4 separate regions of the Mus musculus genome follow, and regions 1, 2 and 4 are each linked to region 3. Evidence: chromatin contacts called from public Hi-C and targeted proximity ligation data. All regions are on one chromosome and are shown on one strand. The core of a region is the stretch at or near the end of the contact, and the rest is flanking DNA. Distances in the headings are between cores, read along the strand shown. Region 1 has its middle 16 kb from the start of Gm35922. Region 2 overlaps Glis3 (GLIS family zinc finger 3). Region 3 holds the start of D930032P07Rik (RIKEN cDNA D930032P07 gene). Region 4 overlaps Glis3 (GLIS family zinc finger 3).

Evidence for each region. A called contact is a pair of places that touch in the nucleus more often than the background predicts.
Region 1: a Hi-C map of uterus shows a contact between it and region 3. A contact is called at or near these places in 2 of 39 promoter capture datasets (macrophages and stem cell-derived epiblast-like cells), 4 of 484 Hi-C or Micro-C datasets (myocytes, neural progenitor cells, stem cell-derived germline stem cell-like cells and 1 more), 4 of 130 datasets of targeted methods (the NIH/3T3 cell line, embryonic fibroblasts, neural progenitor cells and 1 more) and 1 of 9 other capture datasets (adipose tissue).
Region 2: a Hi-C map of uterus shows a contact between it and region 3. A contact is called at or near these places in 3 of 39 promoter capture datasets (the 3T3-L1 cell line, embryonic stem cells and macrophages), 3 of 484 Hi-C or Micro-C datasets (nephron progenitors and uterus), 3 of 130 datasets of targeted methods (the NIH/3T3 cell line, embryonic fibroblasts and pancreatic cancer cells) and 2 of 9 other capture datasets (adipose tissue and liver).
Region 4: a targeted proximity ligation map of the NIH/3T3 cell line shows a contact between it and region 3, with 11 read pairs. A contact is called at or near these places in 14 of 39 promoter capture datasets (the 3T3-L1 cell line, 3T3-L1-derived adipocytes, cranial neural crest and 6 more), 21 of 484 Hi-C or Micro-C datasets (the AML12 cell line, adipose-derived mesenchymal stem cells, cumulus cells and 7 more), 15 of 130 datasets of targeted methods (the NIH/3T3 cell line, embryonic fibroblasts, embryonic stem cells and 3 more) and 4 of 9 other capture datasets (adipose tissue, embryonic stem cells, macrophages and 1 more).

The regions. Positions count from the first base shown.
Region 1 is chr19:28,742,253-28,745,296 of GRCm38.p6, forward strand. It overlaps the pseudogene Rps15a-ps2. Among named protein-coding and RNA genes, the nearest start is that of Gm35922, 16 kb to the right of the region's middle.
Region 2 is chr19:28,578,570-28,581,853 of GRCm38.p6, forward strand. The region is part of intron 2 of Glis3 (GLIS family zinc finger 3); the gene reads right to left. Among named protein-coding and RNA genes, the nearest start is that of D930032P07Rik, 98 kb to the right of the region's middle.
Region 3 is chr19:28,676,627-28,679,755 of GRCm38.p6, forward strand. It overlaps D930032P07Rik (RIKEN cDNA D930032P07 gene), which reads left to right and starts at 1,598. Exons shown (of 5, transcript NR_045330.1): 1 at 1,598-1,679. Glis3 (GLIS family zinc finger 3) reads right to left here. Exons shown (of 11, transcript NM_175459.6): 1 at 2,970-3,129.
Region 4 is chr19:28,556,193-28,559,413 of GRCm38.p6, forward strand. All of the region lies in intron 2 of Glis3 (GLIS family zinc finger 3), which reads right to left. Among named protein-coding and RNA genes, the nearest start is that of D930032P07Rik, 120 kb to the right of the region's middle.

The sequences.
Region 1 (3,044 bases), core at 104-2,603, 65 kb after region 3:
CCAAACTGCCGTAAAGGGAGCAGATTGTTCTGCCATTTATCTAGGTCTTTGAGTTGAACATCAAATCTAAGGCTTATAACTCCACACTTGTTCAACCTTCCTGTGAGGTTCACAACGATCTTCCCATCTCTGTGATCATCAATGATCTCGAATTCACCAGTGTACCCGTGCTTCATCATCACGGTTAAAAACCAAACGATGACTTTAGAACACGGCCTGATGAGGACCTGGCGTTTGCCTCTCTTCTCAGCGTTGTTGATGCTCTTGAGAGCATCTGCCAGAACATTCATTCGCACCATGGTGGCGGCGAGGGAAGATGGCAGAAAGAGAGTGGGCTGGGCCCTGAGTTTTTGATCTTAGCCATTCTGACTGGTGTGAGGTAGAATCTCAGGGTTGTTTTGATTTGCATTTCACTGATAATCTTTTTCAAACAATGACCTCATGAGAGGGAGATAATTATGACCAAGTAGGCCAGAGGGGCAAGCCATGGCATTGGGAAGTTTTGCTCACCCTGTGCCTTTGTGCCATGAGTCCCAGGAAGCAATACTCTCGTAGGGAGATCAAAATAAGGAGTTGGTCCTAAATGAATATTTTCAGGTGTCATTATGGCAAAAATTAATATTCTTAGCATGGAAAACCAATCATGGAAAGATTTGAAAACATTTTAGAAAATTTACCACGATAGCTGTGGTCAAACCCATGTCCTTGGACCTGTATATAGTTCTAGCTATCTTCCTCTGCAGCTCCATCCCTAGCTCAAGTCCTTTTGAGTATAAACACTCACTCTGGAGACTGAGATATGGAACCCTCTTGCCCTATCAGAATGCTAGCTTGTAGGAGTTCAGTGGGTCAATGATTTGATTAGGAAACATTTCGAGCTTCAAGTATGGCAGTTACCTTCCAAGAGTTAGCTTTGTCTTCTGATCCCCGAGTTAACAAACACAGTTCTGCCTCTCTTCCGTTCTAAGAGACACCTTGTATTGACACTCCTGTGCCATTGAAGGCTAAAACTGCTGAGGCAAAGATGACCAGATTCTATGCCTCACCAGCCAGGCAAAACCACAAGCTGGATTGTAGACATCAGTAGTCCAGCAAGCCCTCAAAGCCTCCCTTGGCTGGTTGCCTGTGAACTTGCTTGCTGTATGATCTGCTCTGATGACATCTCAGTCTTCTGACCTCAGGCACTTTGCTTTAAAATATGAGAGGGTGGTCTAGGAGTTCACTGGCGGCAAAGCCCATCAAGTCTATTGAGCATCAGGGTTTCCAAGTGTCAAGGCTAGGTTTGCCTCTGGACTCAGCCCAGCTCAGAAATGACTAAGGCATTTCCAGAACTGCTGCTGAACATTGGCCAAGGTCATTCTGTGTTTGGTGTAGTGCCAACAGAACTAAGGACTGCACTCTGGTTCCTTGCCCAGAAGTGTCTCTCGGCTGCTCCAAAGTGAAGACGAAAAGGGGCCTTAAGTCTGAGGCAGCTTGTCCAGTAAAGCACACAAGGAGATAGTTCTCAGCTGTTCCTCCTAGACTTTCATGTGGCTTGCAGGGAGCTATGTGTTCAGAATCCTATGTGTGCTGCTTAAGTTGGTTTCTCTCATTCTATTCATTTGCTTTCATTTCTTATAATCTCCTAAGTGTTACTCCAGAGACATCCTTACTAACCAAGAAGACAATTTTTAAAAAGAGTATCATTGCTGGGAGGTAGTGACACACACCTTTAATCCCAGCACTTGGGAGGCAGAGGCAGGCAGATCTTTTGTGAGTTCCAGGCTAACCTGATCTACAAAGGCAGTTTCAGGACAGCCAGGGCTACACAGTAAGCTAGCCTTGAAAACCAACCAACCAACCAACTAAACAAGCAAACAAAACAAAACAAAGCAAAACAAAACAAAACAAAACAAAATTATAGCAAGCTCTAAGGTCAGAAGATAGGCAAAGGTATGTGAAACAACTGAGGGAAACTCCACAAGCTGTCTCAGGCCACCGGCCTAAGCAAAGGCAATTAATTCACACTCTTATAATAGAACAGCCCCCCTCGAGCTGTGGGAAGGAGGACTCAACACCCCGTTAGCAGGCACAAGGACCCTATTGTAATTGTTTCTGAGTGAGTGAGTGGTGAGACCCCTTTCCCTTTTCCATTATTGGTCCATGCCTCTGCCCAGGTCTCACTTTGTGATGGCCTAGTTGCTTTGCCACCATGATCTACCTGCTCCATCTCATTGAAGGCACGGATTGTCCTAGATCCAGGCAGGTACACGTGCACCCATCTGCAATAATGTGCTAGTCCCAGGGCTTCTTCAGACTTCTTGCTATGGTACCAGTAATACCTCACAGACCAGGCAGAAAGATCTCACAAACAGATGTACATGGGGAACTGGAAGCAAATTTATAACCTTTGCAGTCTCCGGTGAGATGACTCAGAGGGTAAAGTTGCTTGCTGCCAACCCGGACAACCTGAGTTCAAAAACCCTCAGAACACACGTGGCAGAAGGAAAGAACTGACTCTTGCAAGTCGTCCCCTGACTGCCACACTCGCAAAATGGCATGGGTGTACACAGCTTCACATATGTACACACAGAAATAAATACATGCAATTAAGGAAAAACACTTTTGTTTTCAAGACAGGGTTTCTTTGTATAGCTTTGGCTGTCCTAGAACTTGCTCTGTAGACCAAGCTGGCCTTAAAGGCATGCATGCACTACCATTGCTAAGTAATTGCTTAAACATTTGGTCCCCTCATTTATGTCCTTTAATAACTACAGACATTGGCTCTGAGAAACTACTGGCCTGGTGTCTGGTACCAGCTACTCTGTTTCCAGCATAGCTTCTTCACCAATAATGGTGTGTGTACATTGGGGAAAGACCAGTGATAACCAAAACACTAGCCAGGGACAAAAAGGCTACTTTCCAGGGAGAAGAGAACATATGAGAATAGTGGATATGGTTACATAGGGACACACATTTATTAAAACCCATTAACTAGCCTCTTTAGCTCTGTACTCATGTGCAAATTAAACTTTGGTAATATTAAGCAAATGCTTCCGACATTC
Region 2 (3,284 bases), core at 357-2,856, 98 kb before region 3:
TTCAAAGGACTCTGAAAAAAAAATCTTCCAGTGAAATACCCAAAGAAAGAACTCTGAGGACAAGTGTATAACTCAAAGAAGTAAACTAACAGGAGACCTATCAGACAGGAGTTCTAATCACAGAGGACTGAGCTATTAACTGTTATGCCAGTTGCCCAAAGATTTTGCCAGGTAAATGTACCTACACAGTGACATCAAAATAGTTTTCCTGAACTAATCTCTTCTCTGGATCCAGATGTGGAAGTGGAAAGCCTCTACCCAGTGTTCGCCATCCAGATTGGGTTAGATATAGTAACATCTGTGTAACGTGTTAGAGACCCTGTACACACAATGTCATTATCTTGATGAGAAAAAAGAATGAAGTCTTCAAATGTACAGCAGTTCTTTCCAGATTAGACAGGGGGGCTAACATGTAAATGCAGGTATGCTTAGGTCTTGGATCCGAATCTGTTGTCTCGTTTTGAGAGCACACACACCCCTCAAAAGCGATTTCATTTATCCACTTTCTCATTCAGTTGTATGTTAGAACTATAAAATATCTTAGCTATCATCCAAAAATAAAAGCTTGTTTAATAAACGAACATGCCAGAAATGATGAGTGACCATGCCCAGGATGACAGGGATAGATGGACAAGCTGGAGATAAAGCCACCAACTCTTGGGTTTTGAATTCAACTTGGTAACATCTAACCATGCTGATTTCTACCTTCACGGTTAACCTGTATTCCAGAGCCAGTGTGGGATGCTGAAAGCCAGATGCACAGATTCCAATCTAGGTCTATCACTGACACTTGTAAGCCAGTCATTTGGGAGCTTAGTTAGCCTCCATGTTCACCATGCACAGTTAGAAATCTCCCCAATCATATCGATGCACAGTGCCTAGGCTCTTACAGAACTGTTGAGAAAATTAAATACACCCAGAACAGAAACTCAGCAAGTTAGCTTGTAGTGATTTTGGGATGATTAAATCACCACCATCATCATCATCATCAAAATATGAAGACAAAGGCTTTCATCACCATCCATGTGTGTTAGCCTTATTAGTTGTAAATCCCCAGTCAGCTGTTTAACAGTATAGCAATTTCCTGGCCCTTCATAATAATTAAATTTAAACTTATTTCATAATCTTCTTTACATCCATCTAATCCTCATGCCTTCCTCTAAACACAAATGCACAAAGCTCTACTTTCTGGTTTTAATTTCCCTGAGTGTGTGAGTTCACATTTAACTGCCTTCATCCAGCGATGGTGGGTCGATTAGTGTCCTTAAATCTAGTGATGTTAGCAGCCTAACCCTGACAAATCCTTGTTCTCGGCTCTCGTGACTTACCGCCCAGACCCTCAGGAAGGCAAACCCTGGGAAAATCATACAAACAGACCCAAATATTTGAAATCAGCATTGTGCTTCCATGCTTACGCCACTCTGAAAGCTTAGAGCATGTCTCTTTCGGTTTTATTCTTTCATTAGCCCAAGGCTTGCTAATTAATTGGAATTTCCCAGAGCTTTTGTTGCCGTGACAAAGGCAAACAGCGCAGAAGCTCATTTCTTCCTGTTGAAGAGGGCCCATCCACCCTCCAAGAGGGCAGTAGACGGGATAAGGGGAGGATTAAGTCGACTTTGAAAGGGTCAGACTCTGTGAGTTCCTGGCCCCCTCTCCCCACCACAGCTGTCTTCATCTTCTCCAATACTGATTAATGAGAAGTGACGTCTCAGCCTTGGTGTTTACTCCTCCAAGAGAGAGGCTGATTCTCAGGCATTATGCGTGATCTAAAATTAGATGGCGAAGAACAGCCTATGAGTAAGGAACAAATAATACTGGGAAGAAAAGATGTTGTACAAAGTGTAAGGCTTATTTGAAAATGAAAAAAAAAAACATAATTTATGGATCAGAGAAGGGAGTAAAACCCAGATGAACACTTCCAAGCAAAGCAAAGCCCAGGCTTAAAAGAAACAAAACGATGCTTAATCTTGACAAAAATATCTCTGTTTAAACCAAAGATAGCAGAGCAGCTGGAAACTCCAGGGAGTGAAGGGGAGTGAAGAGAAATTCGGTCCAAATTCTGCTCCTGGTTTCCTTTTCAATCCGTCATCGTTGCTGGAGGTGCTGGGTTATTGGAACTTAGAGACACTGCCATGGCTTGTTTCGCTCACACTGTAAGAGTGTGGCCCTCACCACTGTCTTTACGTAACAGAGGCCGGAGGGGCTTGTGAACTTGGCTTGTTGGCTCCTGACAACATCAGCTCTTCTAAGTTCTTTTTGACAAAGACGCCTCCTAGAATGCCCAAAGTGGAAAAAATGCCATCTGTCCTTGTAAAAAAAAAATCATGTTATTTCCCACAGGGAAAAAACAGTTTCTTAGTTATCTGCTTACAGGTAAATGTTATCAAAAATGTCTCCCATGTTCAGCTCTTTACCTCTGGCACAGAGCTGGGGTTTATCATAGAGGAGCCACAAAGACCTCTAAAGTATCCCTACCTCCAATTGGTCACCTAAGGGTCCACCTGGACTTCAACAAATAACTGTGAGCCACCTGCACAGACATCTGAACAGAACCACAGACAGACAGACAGACAGACAGACAGACAGACAGACAGATGGCTGGACAGAGAAGACAGCCATGGAGAGAGCCTGGAACTAGGCTCGGAGTATATCAGTAAGTACAGAGTCTTCAATGCAACTGAGACTGCTAGGGGATCCAGGTTTGGAGACTAAGGGCAGGGTTGCAAGTCAGATCCACCAGGGTTTGGTGCTGCCAAGAGAGAGGGAATCTACAACAGACCTAGAGGGAGCATGCAAAGGTGGGAGTGTGTGCTGAGGGAGGGGTACAAGAGTCTACAAGAAGCAAGATGGAGGGAGTACCCACTGTCTAAAGACACAGACTCTGCAATGAGACCATGTGACTGCAACCCTTGGAGTCAACTGTTTACTGGACCTGGATGTCTTCCCCACATGGACAGAACTGTGTAAATCTCAAAACTTCCTTCCGGAATATGAGGCAAACAGCAACTGTTCTAAAGCAAAGTGCCTGACACGATACTATAGCATAAATCTTAAATATCCATCCAGAGGCCAATTTGTAAAAGTCATGGTTCCAAGAAGAAAAACATCCGTGTTTCCTAGCCTGTTCTATCGCTGAGAGATAGAGGAGCCTTTAAGAGATGTGGTTGGCACATTCCAGGCATACCCCTGAAAGGTTTATGGGACTCTAATCACTCCCTCCGTCTCTCATTCACTCTGGGCAGGAGGTAAAGTCTCCCTCTGCTGCATCCTCCCATCGTAGGCTC
Region 3 (3,129 bases), core at 348-2,847:
ACATTCCAACTCCGGTGATCAATAACTATGATGCCAATATAGACAGAATGCCCTCAGGCCTACTTTACTAGTAGTAAAGGCAACGGGGGACGCGTTTCGGGGAGGAGAGCTAGTGAGAGAGAACACTGGCAGTCCTCCAAAATCAAATGATCCTGAATGCCACATGAAGAAAGGCAGAACTTTTACAAAGCATCACTTCCAGCCATTCAACTGTCCCCAGTCGGGATTTTTTTTTTTTTTTTTTTTGGGTCAGGCAAAAAATCCACCCCACTAGGTATACTCCAGAGTCCATCCAAGGAGAGTCACTTTCCAAACGGGACAACTCCAGGTATCCAAACTCTGCTAACCGGAAGAACTTTGGTAGAATCGCCAATGAAACTGGTGGAAACATTGGATGGACCAACGATGGCGTGAAGAAAAGCCACTCTACCTGAACTGACCTCAAGGGAAGCAAGGAGACAGGGAATCCACCCAGAGCACACAGAAGTAATTACTCACTCTGAAGGAGGCCTGAGTCCTGACAGGAAAGAAAAGACACGAACTAAGTAGCAATAAGAATGGGAAGAAAGCCTCCTTCAGTTCAAGGGGGAGGGGCTGGAGCTCCTCTAAATGAACACTGTAGCAGATCCTAGTAAAGGCCTTAAATGTCAGCAGTTCTCACTAGAGAAGGGGGGGGGGTGCCCTCTCACACAGTTCTCTCTCTATAGATCATTTCCAGGGACAGCCTTCATTGTTTTTCTGCAAACTTTTGCAGGCTGCACCTGCTTTGTGTAGCCTCACAGGAAACCAAAGAGAAAAAGGAGGAGTAAGAATTTTTAAACTAACCCAAATTCATTTTTACAATGAATCAAAATTCCTAACGTAGTCTAAAAATTGAAGTCCAACGGGCACGGAGACATTTAGGGAACCGGGCCTGGCTACTTCCCAATGAAGAAATCGTGACTCATCAAAGCTTCAGAACGGACACAAGAGAGTTTGCATTTGTCTGGAGTTCACCTTCGGGCCAAGAAATGCTCTCCACTGTGAGCCTCAGTGTTTTTTCTAGATGCTTAAGTTTGGCAGGGGTTCTTTCTCTGGGTCCCATAACCCAGAGAACTGGTCCACTGGGGGGAGCTGTATAAACTTCTCTTTCCTCACCAACTCTAGGGCCACCTGAGACCACTACCCCCAATTCAAGAGATGTTGAAGTCCTAAAGCTCTAAGGAATTGGAAAGGTGTCCTCTCCAATTGCAATTGCTGGAGTGCAGTCCCTGCGGGCACTGCTCTGGAGAATTCCGGAAGTGATCCCCTACACTCTATCCCATGGGACCTAGCGGATGTCAAGGAAGACAAGCCAGGAAGGGAGGTACACAGAGCAGAGGAACCAGGAGTGGCTAGGGGTGCGGGGTCAAGATGTGCGGCCCGGGACAGTGGGTGAACACCCCTCCTGGGGTCCTCAGCACCCTCCCACACACGGCACACCCACACACCTTTGCCCCGCGGGGGGTCTTGGGTCCTAGCCTCAGGGATCTCCGGAGGTGAGCGAGGGGCGGGTCCGGAGGTGAAGTGGAGCCTTCCCGGTGCTCTGGGCAACCAGACCGCCCCCGCTCTCCCCCCTCCCCCTCCCGCGGCGCGAGCGAGAGAACGCAACAAAACAAAACAAACTCGTGCCGGCTTCCTGTTGTGCAACCACTTTCTGAGTAAGTAAGGGGCTGAAAGGCCGCCAGTTAGGAAGCCGGGCTGCGGGGGACCCTGCTGGCCAAAGCACCCGGAGCCGCACTGGGGTACATAGGGCCCTGCACTGTGACCCTGTCCGGACCACGGGGCGACTACCCTCCCTGCCCCCACGAGTGTCGTTTTGCTATTGCCTCCCAAACACACTACCAGATCTAAGGGCGCGACCTCGACGAACCTTTTTGCCAAAAAAAGAAAAAAAAAAAGGAAACCTCCAAAAGTTTCCTCCAGGTACCTACTTGAATCATCCATAGTAGGATGACAAATCCGCCCTGGTCAAGGTTTTCAGACACTTGGGTGAGTTTCTCGTCCCCCGGGTGACTTGTCAGCTCTAGTGAGTAACTTGGAACTGTTGCTTGGGGCAAGGTGTGTGTCTAGGAGAGCCAACAGCTCACTCACGCTTTCCAGAAAGTGATCCCGACCGACTTCAAAATAGACACAGGGTCATTTATAGGGACCGGAGCCTTGAAGCGGGACTCGAGACAGACATTTCCCAAACAGTGCTGACATTTTGTCCCCGGCCCATAAAAATGTAAACGCGAGGTGACAAACCCGGCGGGGAGTGCTAGGTGTCTGAATGTGTCTGCGATTTCGTGGCGTGGGAGGTTACAGTTGAAAACTTGGCGGCTGCGGGTCGATGCACCGCTCCTAACTAGTAGCTGTGCCCCCAAACCCGAGGACCTCACTGAACAATGGGGACACCAACTTGGATGAGACGGAGAAGTGAAAAACAGCCTTCGTGGCGCCCCATAAACACGTGGAAGCCGAAAAGACAACTACAACCCCGACTGTGAGCTAAAGACCTCAAAGTCCCATCACTCCCCACTTTGCCAAAGTTTCCCTAAGTAGGACCCCGGTGCTCGCCCTGTATCTGGCCCTGATTGTGTAACCTTCTGGTACCTGTATTTTCAGTTAAAAGGCACGGAGACTCTCCCTCATAAACGAAACTTCCACACCTTGTTGGTTTCCTTTCTGTCTACACCCCGCGCTCTTAGGTAACTGACAGCCAGTTTGATGGCTAAATGAGTATTGCCATCAGCCTCGGTAAGGTGTGCCTAGGTCTCTAGAAGCCCTGTGAGTCTGGGGGAGTTGGTGTGCTCCTGTCCTCAAACCCGTGCGAATGCCACCAAGCCGGCATGCAGAAACTCTTTCTAATCCCGAGTTTGCGTCCCCAGGCTTGACCGCCCCCACACTCTCTAGCGCCTTCTCTCTCTGTCCCTCGCCTGCAGAACAAAGTTCCTATGGCATCCACTTACCAGGTAACCGGATTTCCACAACAAAGCTAGGCGAGCGAGTCCCTTCTCCCGGCCAGCCCGCTCGTGACAACACTAGCGATGCGTGGGTGGAGGCTGAGCCCCCTCAGCGCTCCACGCCGGCTCTGCCTCCTTCGGAAAGGAAAACTCGCATCCAAGCCCG
Region 4 (3,221 bases), core at 344-2,843, 120 kb before region 3:
AATAACAAGAAAATAAGATGCTTCCATCTCTCAGAAGATCGTGTACATAGAGTTCTGAATTTGATACATGCAGTACCTCTTTGTCTCCCTGCGGCAGGTGAGGCAGTTGATAAGCAGGACATTTCCTTCTTAAATGTTCCATAATAAGACAAAAATAGCTACAGGGAAACACCTCACTTTGATTTTTCTTGTAACAGGAAAGGATGGAGGATACTGAAAGAAATTCACACTTTGTAATCAATTATTACCTTATGGTGGCTGAGTTAGAATAGCTCCCACTGGTGGGCAGGACGATGGGAGGGTACTACCAGGCAGCATTTAACTACTCAACGGTCCTTCAACCGTCCACATTAACCTCTGCAGGACCTTGCGAACTGTAAGTTCTCAAGCTGGGGTCTCTGTGCTTCCAAACTAAATCACCTACGTGTATGAAATTTTACCATTTACAGATATGTGTGTTTCAGAAAAAAATCTAAGAAATCCAATTATGTTTTAAGGCTAAAGGGCTAATGAGGAAATCTGTTGCTTTGGCCAACTTTCACAAGGATCTCCCCTCACTTCTTCACTGGTATGACAGCAGCCAAACTTGCTTTGGAAATACTCCTCTTGGAAAATACTAAGAACAAAACTAAAAAAAAGGAAAGCACTTCTTCCTTGATATCTACCTTCAATAAAGTATAACTGACAGTTTGAAGTACAGAAGGTGGAATCTGCTGGGTGCGGTGACATATCCTTGCAATTCCAGTGGCTGAAAAGGACCCGAGCACCACTAGTTTGAGCCTAGCTAATTCCCGGGCAGCCTAGGTTACGCAGTAAAATCCTATCTTCAAAGTACACACATACACAAAGATGAGCATTAGAATATCTAAGTTTTATGGTACATAAAGTGCAGCCTGTAGTAGTCAAATACAGGGGTGTGTGTGTTTAGTGAAATAATCATTATGAAGTAGTTTACACATCCCTCGTATCACATGGTTACCTATGTCTGTGTGCTACAAATTTAATCTAGCCTCGTGATAAATGCCAAGTATACACTGTATCACCATACTGCCAACAGCAAATGGTGGATCTAAATTTAATCAGCTTGCAAGAAATGAAACTTTCTAGTGTTTTGTATTTCCTTGTCCCACCCCAATCCCTTCTTGAGTCTCACTACTCCACATTCCACATATCGGAAGGTCCTCTGGGACCTTTCTTTCATTGAGAGCCCATCATTTCCTTCCTTCTGCTATCAAGCACACCGAACAATCTATGCTGGAATTGTTAAAATATCCAAGAGGTTTTGCTCTGTGTTCAGAATTCTAGTATCTAGTGATGAGAAAGCAAAAGAAATGGCCAACGACTTCCCCTTTCCATTTAAACAGAGAGATCACTTCTGTTTCATAAAATTTTCCCACCATCTTATTTTATTAAACAAACAAACAAACAACAACAAAAAACCAATTGTGTCAAGAGGATTTAAGGGAAGGAGGAAGGGAGGGAGGGAGGGAGAACTGGGATGATTTCTGTAGGGCCTGGGAAGTAAAGGCACAGGGAAGATTGGGAAATCTGGCCTGAGTGGTGTTCTGTCACCTGACACCAGCAGTCAGAGGAATGTTAGTAACACCTCCATCCAGAGGAGAGAAGAATGGAGTTTGAAAGAAGTAGGAAAAGAAGACGTATAATTCAGCCTGACAGACTTGTTTTTTGACACGTAGCCTTGAAAAGAACAATTTTACCTCAGAAACTTGGCAAATGTGAGCTGATTTTTTTTTTTTGATAAGTTGAAACATGCATGCTCCTACACACATGGAGAAAGAGAGGGAGGCAGAGAGAGGCCAGGTATCCAAGACGGGGGGGGGGGGGGCTGTCAGGTTTCTTGTCTCTGTGTCATTTCTGTTTAGTTGGTCAGATGAAAATTCAAAACCATATAATTAGACGGTTGTTTATACATGATTAAGCATGAGCTCATTGCTCTCCGCATGCCAAAAAGTCAGAGAGTTGTTGAGGGCAAGAAGGAACTATTAATAAAAGGAAATAAAGCTGTAATACATTTTTCACTTATGAATAAAAATAATTCAAAGGTCTCTGGGTTAAAAAAAAAAAAAAGACTGGAAATACCAACCATAGCTAGGGGCAAGAAACTAGATGATTTTATAGAGACTAGAATTTGAGAATTTGGGAGATATAAAAGCCTAAGCCACTGATAAGTAAAAGCTTTTCCTCCAGTTTTTAATCTCATTCTTTTTTCACTTCTTGTAAATATAAATCACAGTGAGAACACAAAACACTTACCTGTATTATATTTCTTTAGAATTATGGGAAATACGCGAGCAAGAACACAGAGTTCATTTACAAGCATGATTTATTCTTTATAACTGTCTCTACCAGGAATCCTCTCTGGAGAAACCAAGAGCTGGCAGTAACTGTGGAAAAGGACCGCTCTTTTATTTTTGTCCCCCGACCCCCTTTCCACAGCAGCAGAGTTTTTGTCCCCAGACCAAGTGAGCCCATCGAAAGCAAAGTTTATCTGCGTAAAACCTCCACATAGCTCAGGCAGAATTTCCCAGGCCTCCTAGAGAATCTGTGATGCGAAACAGTCCATCAACTACTTGTTGACCACACCTCCCGATACAGAGCCGGACAGTGGCCAAACCTTTCAGATGACAGAAAGACCTCATCCAAGCCAGTTTGCTACTTAACTCTCCCTTAGAGCCACTGCTGCCGCTTTCCCAAGTGGGAAAACTCACCAACCAGGAAGGCTAGCCTGGCAAACGAGAACATAATCTTAGAGGTGATTCAGTTCTTTTGCCTGCCTGTGCCATGACTAAGTACTTGTACACACTGCTATGATAGATCAGAGAGACAATATACAGCCACGAGACAATCTAAAGTGAAAAAGAAAGCAAGCCCAGGGGAGCTCTAACATCTCAGCTCTTTAAGAACTGGGCTTAAGTGAACCTAATAGCATCCAAAGAGCCCAAGTGCCTAAGCAACATCAACACTGCCTTTTACAGCCTGACTCCCAGCAGAACCAAGTTCTCAAGTCACATCAGTTTCTAGCCAGCCAGCCAGCCAGCCAGAGACCTCCAAATTCTATCTCTCTCAATTTCTAACCTTTCCTCCCCTCCTCCCTTCTCCTCTTTCTCCCTCTTCCCCCGTCTCCTCTCTCACTGGAGCATTAGGCAGCTCTGGTCTGATTCCAGAGGGATCTTCAATCACCTGCTGTACTCATCTGAATC